Linked DNA regions of Gasterosteus aculeatus: region 2 is linked to region 1. The links are chromatin contacts, called in public Hi-C maps. All regions are on one chromosome and are shown on one strand. Each heading gives the region's core, a stretch centred on a gene start, on an enhancer-like site or on the middle of the called end of the contact. The rest is flanking DNA. Distances are from core to core; before and after follow the strand shown.

Evidence for each region. A called contact is a pair of places that touch in the nucleus more often than the background predicts.
Region 2: a Hi-C map of skeletal muscle shows a contact between it and region 1, with 5 times the contacts expected there. The contact joins the promoter of tube1 here to the promoter of marcksa in region 1. A contact is called at or near these places in 4 of 6 Hi-C or Micro-C datasets (skeletal muscle, tail fin and whole body).

The regions. Positions count from the first base shown.
Region 1 is chr18:4,328,647-4,332,815 of fGasAcu3.hap1.1, forward strand. It overlaps marcksa (myristoylated alanine-rich protein kinase C substrate a), which reads right to left and starts at 1,962. Exons shown (of 2, transcript XM_040160425.2): 1 at 1,425-1,962; 2 at 1-501. The coding sequence starts at 1,523.
Region 2 is chr18:4,514,153-4,518,321 of fGasAcu3.hap1.1, forward strand. It overlaps tube1 (tubulin, epsilon 1), which reads left to right and starts at 2,290. Exons shown (of 13, transcript XM_078094008.1): 1 at 2,290-2,479; 2 at 2,724-2,797; 3 at 3,822-3,874; 4 at 3,980-4,037. The coding sequence starts at 2,455. It overlaps lama4 (laminin, alpha 4), which reads left to right. Exons shown (of 40, transcript XM_040160315.2): 40 at 1-429. The coding sequence ends at 47.

The sequences.
Region 1 (4,169 bases), core at 712-3,211:
CTCTGCTGCCTCTGGCTTGACCACTACCTCCTCCTTGGCGGGCTCGGCCTCTCCCTCAGCAGGCTTGGCCTCCTCGCTGGCAGCCTTGGCCTCCTCCGTGCCCTCGGCCTTGGGCTCCTCTGTGGATGCCGCAGCGACAGCATCATCAGCAGCCGCAACCTCCTCGCCCTCTGCTCCATCCCCGGTCTCCTTTTTGGTCTTCTTGAAAGAGAAACCGCTGAGCTTGAATGACTTCTTGAAGGAGAAGCGCTTCTTCTTCTTCTTGGGGGTCTCGTTGCTGGCGGACGGGGTGGCAGCGGTGCCCTCCTCCACCTTCGCCACCTCTCCCTCGGCGGGGGCGGGCGATGCTGCCTCTACTTTCTCCCCATCTGTGGCCTCCTTCTCTGCAGGGGCGTCCTCCTCCTTGGGGCTATCCTCTGCCGCGGCGCTGCCGTTTGCCTGCACCTCCTCCTTGCCGTTCTCGGCCGCGGCGTCCCCGTTCACCTTAACATGTCCGTTTTCCTAAAGAGAGCAAAGCAGTGGCTGTTAATGGAATGCAGAGAGCCTGCTATGGGTTTCAACCAGAGCCGGGCAGTGCCGCCGGTGGACACTAGGGGCAGCAGGCACCATCGAAAGCCGAAGGCCTAAATGCTGGACTCGGGTTCTACTTTCAAGACTTTATTCGGATAGATCAAAACCAACCAAAAACACAACTAAATCCCTCTTTTTTTCATTAACAACGAGGGGGTCGGTTTCTGGTCGCAGAGCAAAGCAGACGCTCATTAGTCCGGCGGATCAGGGAGGGGGAGTTCAGGTGCATTTACGAAAAATTGTTTAAAAGGTAAATGGGGTCTCTAATTGTTTATTTTTCCAAACTATAGGAGGGGAGGAAAGGAACGATTAGAAACAGCACAAGCCCCCCTCCCCCTCCGGGGCGCACCACTGTCTCCCGGCGCGACAGCAGGCTGCCATCTCCACTTTCTCGTCGAGCATCTGTAACAAAAGGAGCGACGCTCCGAGCGCTCACGGCCCTTTTGTTGCCCATCTCGTCTTTTATTCAGTTGTGGCGACTTCATTCGAAGCTCTTCCTTTTCATGATAATTGCACTGCACGTTTGTCCAGGAACTACATCTAAACACATAATACCAATCAATAACCTTACAACTGAAATTGTATCGTCATAAATAAACTATTTTGTCAGGTTTTCTCCAAATTATTCGGTTCTCACGAAACAACAAACATATCAGGTGCTCAACTGTTGATCGGGGACTACAATTTTAAAATAATTTAAACCTCAACCGCGCATCTCCATTCAATATATCCATGATTTACGCACGGATTTGCACCCTAACAGCGCAGCCCGACAAATACCCCCGCCCCCCCTCCCTCCCCCACCACCCGCCCAGATGGATGCGATGGAAGCTGGATGATAAAATGTAATTTACCTGTCCGTTGGTCTTGTTGGGCGAGGAAGCAACAGCCTCTCCGGGCTTTTCAGCCACGGCTTCAGCCTTTACGGCTGCCCTGGACAATTGCGCTCCCATGCTTGTAGCTCCAACAAAGAAACTCAACCGATCCCCCCACACACACACACACACACACAAAAAACGAACAAAGACCCCACAAGCCTCTTTGTTGCAACGCAAAGCTCTTCGCTGCTGTCTTCCCTCTTTCACTCTCTTTCTCCCTCTGCACAGAGAGGAAAAAAAAGTTCACTTGGGAAAACGTGAAATCAAAGTCCAGTTGAGTGCCACTGAGGATTTTTCCGGAGAGCAGGAAAAGGCTGATAGGTTAGGGACAAGCAATAAAATCCACGGTCGGTCGTGTCGCTGCAGACAGGCTGCAAAATGGAGAAATTTCCCTTGTTGCTATTAAGATGCACAGTCCAACGCCCAAGTGAAGAGATGAATGGGCGCTCCAAGCGATGACGGCACGGCACTCAGATTCAACCAATCACGGCCGGTGCGGCGCAGCGTGGGCGGGGTTTGTGGAAAGGGAGTGAACAATAGATGTAGCGCTACGTTCACGGTACGTCGGTATCATGAATCTCACAAACAAACAAGAGAGTATCGCTTTTTTTTCAAATAACTGAAACGATATTTTATCAAATCACGAGATAATTCATTTGGTTTTGAATGGCAACCATCGTTTTGAAATATGAAGGTTTTAAACGTAGGTATATGTTTTCGCTATGATAGGTAATGCAAGCTACACACAAGCCACACAAATGTAATATTAAAGTTATTTTTGTTCACGGCTTCAGGGACTTTTATATGAAAATGTTCCCCTGAATGACTATGTATATAATAAGGTCTAGTTTCATATTTTTGGTAGTATTGTCACCCAAACTAGATCCCAGACTAATGATTTGCGTACAATGGGAACGCTAATATATGTGGTGTAAGAACTACGGTTTTGGAGGAGGTCCTATCTTTTTGAAATTCCCAAACTGACCTGGTTTCCTAATTTTTGACCTGAGATTAGCCAGATCAAACTTGAGGATAATTAAACCGGATTTAGAATGCAGTAGACCTGATTAGACCTACGTAACTATGATTATGCAACGTATTGCATGATCATAGCTGATGGCGAGCTTTGACACGAGCCAAAAGATCGAGACCGTGACGATTGGACAGAATAAACAGTAATTTGGATGTGACCGATCTTGGGTTGGAGATATACGCAAGGAAACTGTTGTTTGTGTTATTGTTAAATATTGGCAACACAGATAACCTTGGTAATAAAAACCCAATTTTGTGGTTTGTTATCATAAATTAGCGTGTTTTGTAATCATTTCAAAGTAATTTGGTTTCTAAAATATGAGCATAGTGCTTAATCACAGTCAGAGCTTCTATGTATAATTTATTTTGGTGTGACATGAGTGCAGCATGTGTTCTCACCACAATTGTCCTGTTGACAAACTATTTTTTTAAAGAGATTAGAATGCCTGTGACATCGCTGTTCAAAGCATTCACCTGAGAGTGTTGGTCAAAGCCTACATTACCACGTGGTCACCAGACAGAAACAGAGACAAGACAAAAATAACATCCGAAAATGTTCAAAAAATCATCTCAGCCACTTTCTCTCGTTGAACAAACACCTCCCACTTGTGAGCGGATGCGGGTGGAGGTTGCACAGTTGCTGGAGGTTATAGGCGTGTACCCCCATTCAAACCTGTGATGTGCCCCGCAGGGGAATGTTGCAGGGCGTACAAACAGGTCCCTCGGCCCACATTTGCATTGCAAATCTATCACACAAGCACAGGCGGAGTCAAATGTCCTCCGCAGCACAAACTGAGGTGGGCTGCCCCGGCAGTTTCAATCTGTGACTTTTTAAATGCAAAACAGTCCCGCGGAGGCCGCCCTGACCCGGAATGCGAAGTACAGCACTTGTTTCAGTTTCTGTCATGCTAAGTTGACGCCACACAACATCGATCTTTCATTTCCAAATTAGCAGCAGTTTTAGTGACTGCCATGTAAAGGAAAGCCACAAATCAGACGCTAGTCATTGTTGAATCTGCTCAAGAACATCCCATATATTGAATAATCACGGTTTTGGCTACCCAACATCAAATGAACATAATTGATTTGCAATATTAAAGCGCGTGCTGTGCTGCATACCAAATTAAGCGCCTCCAAAACTAAAAAACCTGAAGTTTGAATTGTGATACTTCGGCTTCCTTTTAGGTGCAGTTGTCCTGCCACTGCAAGCAAACCCAGCAGCAGCCCTCAGTTAAAAACTACATAGAATTCAGGTTAAAAAAAAATTTTCTTAAGTCAATTATTTGTAGGTTAGCAGGAACGTAGCTGCGTCCTCTTCCTTCAAATATGAAAGCGTTTGGTTCCTAAACCCAATGAATGATTAAGATGAAGAAACGTAAACTAAGAGTTGATTGAAATGAAGAAATGCCAAAAACCTAAAGATGGTGAATTACTCCTAACATGAGATACAATAAAATAAGCACACTTTAACAATTAAACCAACAAGGAGTTGGCTTTGCTCGCCGTGACCAACTGAAAAAATGAACACCAGGCATGCAGAACTGAGTCGTGTGACCCCAAAACACAAATGGCCCTATGTAGAGCAACTCCAAGTAACTCCAGCTCGTAAAAATGGCCCCAGAGGACAAAAAACTGACCTTAGTGTTTATTTAGGGGTTGCTCTGATCATTCAACAGTTACAAACTTGTA
Region 2 (4,169 bases), core at 1,040-3,539, 190 kb after region 1:
TTCTGGCCAGTGGGGCGGTCAGCGTCGGGACCTGTCCTGCAGCATGAAACTCCCTTCCACGCCATCGCCATCCCCAATACAGCACTGACCAAATACGTTAGCAAAGGCGCTTTCTGTCAAGCATAACCATTACGAGAAGTAGCACCACTATTTGTCCCAGTTTCTCTTCCACTGTAATCTTTTCATTTACTTTTTTACATTTTATTTAGTTTTTTTAAATGACAATGTCTCATGCCAAGAATACGTTGAAGTTATCCTAAATTTAAAAAAATAACCAGGAAAAATATTATATTTAGACTTTTTACATCATATAAAAGATGTTTTTTTCCACTGTCCCTTCTTTACTCACAATGACACTTTTTGTACAATCTCATGCTCAAAATGTTGTACCGTTTGATTTCTGCTGAATAAAAATATACTTTACATCCATATAAGGCGTTATCATTGGAAACATTACACCCAAAACGGGGGACGTTTTCACCTCCTTTATGTTTGTTTGAATCTTGTTTTATGTACAGTTCAGACTATTTGTTAAAAATACTACTACTAGATGAATAATCAATAGATTTATAATACATGCCCTTTACCAACTTTTCCGTCAGAGGTTAAGAATCCAAATAATCATACATTTTTAAGCTTCTTTCAATTACTTTTCTTTTAGTTTATCCACTGACAATGCCAGAAAATATGGGAACCAGCTCACTGGTGAGCTGTGTGCAAGTTATAATGTAAATAGAAATTACACTGAAATTTCTTGAGAAAAGGCTTTGCAGGGTAAAACTTAAAAGGGCCATTTTTCAAAAATACTAAGGAAACTTCTATAGTCTTATTTGTAAAACAATATTTGCAATGACAACCTTAGACCAAGCCAACCACGGAATAGCTCTGTTTGTATTCTTAAAATCTACTTCAAGGAGAGGTCACTCCAATTTCCAGGCATCAGAACTTTGTAGTTTTGGAGAGAATTTTAGGAACGTTGTTCAATGGGTTTACAAATGCAAATAACTCAATTATGTTAGGCGGTGCTTTGGTTTGATTTCCAATCAACAAAGGCATAAAACAAGGTTGCCCAATTTTAAATCTCTCTTAAGCAGAAATACTCTCTATTCATAAAAGAAAAAGTTGTTTGGACTCTAGATTTGTTTTCAAAAGACTCGTCTTTACAAGTGAATTGGACATGTATGAGTTATTAGTTACACCTGACTGTCATCTTGTGGCAGTACACGGTATCGCAACTAAATCAATATAATAGGTGTGCGCACCTTGTAGGTGTACAAAGGATGAAGTGGATGCTTTTTACTGTTTATTTCATTAGCGTTTATTCTATTCTAAATTGGTTTTAAATTATTATTTTTTCACCTTATGTTTGAATGGTTTTATGTGAAGCATTTTGAATTGCCTTGTTGTTCAATTCAATTCAATTCAATTCAATTCATTTTATTTTGTATAGTCCAAAATCGCAAATTAAAAATTTGCCTCAGAGGGCTTTACAGTCTGTACACATACGCACAGGAAAAACTCCCCAAAAACTTAAGAAAAACACTTCCAAGAGGGAAAATAACCTTAGGGAGAACGTCAGAGGAGGGATCCCACTCCCGGGATGGACAGACTACAATGGATGCCATGTGTACAGAATGTATAATACATGCAATTCCTATGACATAAATGATTCAAGTAATTGTGAGTAGTTAGCCAGGCGCACGGCAGGACCACTGCAGGGGCAACCACCATCAGATAGAACCACCATCCACAGTTGTTGTTGAAATGTGCTGTACAAATACACTTGCCTTGTCCTAAAATTCAGATATTAAAACCCTATCTTCAATATAACAACAGTTTTTGGTATTGTTTCTCAGGGGGAGTTCTTTGAAAGATCGGTGGAATGGATTTCTCCCCTACATTCTGACTTTTTCATTCAAAGTTTACATGTAAAATTGTCCTCATTCCATTATGTATTGAGCACTATATTACACTATATAACACAATTTCACAGCGCACCAATGTCATATTGCTGGTTAATTAACTATTCAGAAATAGGTATCCATTCTTCAATGTGAGTCATCCTATGACTGTAGCAACATATGAATTTCCCCAAGTAAGGTTTAGCATTGTTACAATTCTACTTTACATTGTGTGCTGGTTTCAAAAGAGCCTGCTCCTAATGTTGTATAACTTAGATGCATACTTAGAATCCTGTGGAGGAGATGGTCTCAATTCATTTGTAATAATACATATTCATTGTGTAAAAATGCATGAGCTAAAGAGATGAGAGATATGATTAATGCATATGAACTGTAAACTGCAGCCTACCCGGTAAGACGTCATCAGTCCTCGACCATACACAGTGGAGGCGCGAGACAAGACGCGTTCAAATGTCCTCACCTAATGTTATTGACACATGTTTGAAGTGTGCCTTAACCCGTCGTTACGAGGGGGCCGTGTGTTGCCACTGCCATGACGCAGTCAGTTGTTGTACAAGGTGAGTTAAAACCTGACTGCAGCACACCGGACGGACGTAACGTTAACTGACCTGGGCATCCAGGGGCGAGCTAACGGTTAGCTTAGCCGTCGCTGTCTCGTAGCCAACGTCACTGTAGCCCCGATATTAGCTGAACGCTCATAACTTCGCAACACGTTCTTAGCTTGCTGAGTTGGTTTACCGGACGGAAACATTTCCCCTTACATGTGGTAACTTAACTGCGGTTTAAATTCATGTTCTTCAGTTGGCCAGTGTGGCAACCAAGTTGGCTGCAGGTTTTGGGACCTCGCTTTACGAGAACACGCCCATGTCAATAAGGTAAGTAAAACACTCGTACAATACGGTAAGGGCACTCGTCATACAAGCTAAGTTAAGTAACCATATATAACAAATATATCCAGAACAGAAATGTTGACATGTCATTAAACAATGATGAAGGATTCTTTAATATAATAGAGCAGTAATAAATTCACGCAGTTGCCAAAACCTGTGCTTTTCTCGTGTATCATAAAAAATACTGTCACCCGTCGTGATGCATCACAATATTAATTTTATTTTTTATTGTATGGATTAAGACTACGAAGTTTGTAATTACCAATTAACATTATTTAACTTGATTATTCATCATTCGAAATTTTAACGTGGTCATTGGGATTTTAGAATAAGGGATCTGAAATATCTGTTGCGGTGAATGGATATGTATTGTGTGGATCTTAGTCAGTTACTAACTTACTTTATTGTCAATAATGATTGACAATAAATTATTCAATCCAGCGATTTTTATGACTGATGAATTGTCTGTTATCAAAGACAAATGTTGAATACATAGAATAGAAGTACTTATTAGGAGATTAGTACATTTGTGTAAAAGAAAAATGTAATACATTTGTCTTTTGAACTGTGAAAAAATGCCGTTTGAAGATTTCTCCTTGGCTGCTGAGAAATTGCCAGTGATGCCAGTTTTCTGAAGTTGTATAACATTATATCAACAATTGATTCATCAATCGATAAATTGTTTTTTTTCTAGATTTGTGACTATTGAAAGCACTTTTGTCTAAGTTTGCAAGTATTAATGTACGTATTACTGTGCACCTTTTGTATTTTAATATAAACATTGCGCTAGAAGCTTTCATTCCAACAAACCACCCTTTTGAACTCCTAGCACACACCAGTCACCAATACCAGACCATGCATCAACACGTATACTCGGTATGTTTTTTATACGGACAAAAGATAAGTAATAAGTGAAGTGAAAAACAAACTAACCTGTTGTTCCCTAAATTCATCTAACAGACTTTTTGACCTAACATCTTACACCCCCCCCCCCCCCCCCCATTTTCAGAAAGGATTGTATGACGAGGCCCTCGGTAGCTTTTTTCGAAACGTGGACTCGAGGTAATCACACCTGCTTTCACCAACCAAGGGCTACATGACTTGGGACATTAGCCTCCGTGCAGCGGTCCAAATGTTACACTTTTATATTAGGTTTCCTTTTTCCAGAGAAAGCGATGGAGGAGCATGTGCTGTGGGTGGTAGGATCCAGCATCTGAAGGCCAGAGTGAGTTTTTGCACATTACAAGAAATAACTTCCATAGGCCTTCACAGGGATAACGGCTTATTTTAGAGTCGAGGATCAAGGTCAGGGCTGCATTCTTTGTTTCAGGGCTTTAGGCTTAAGTTTAGAATGATT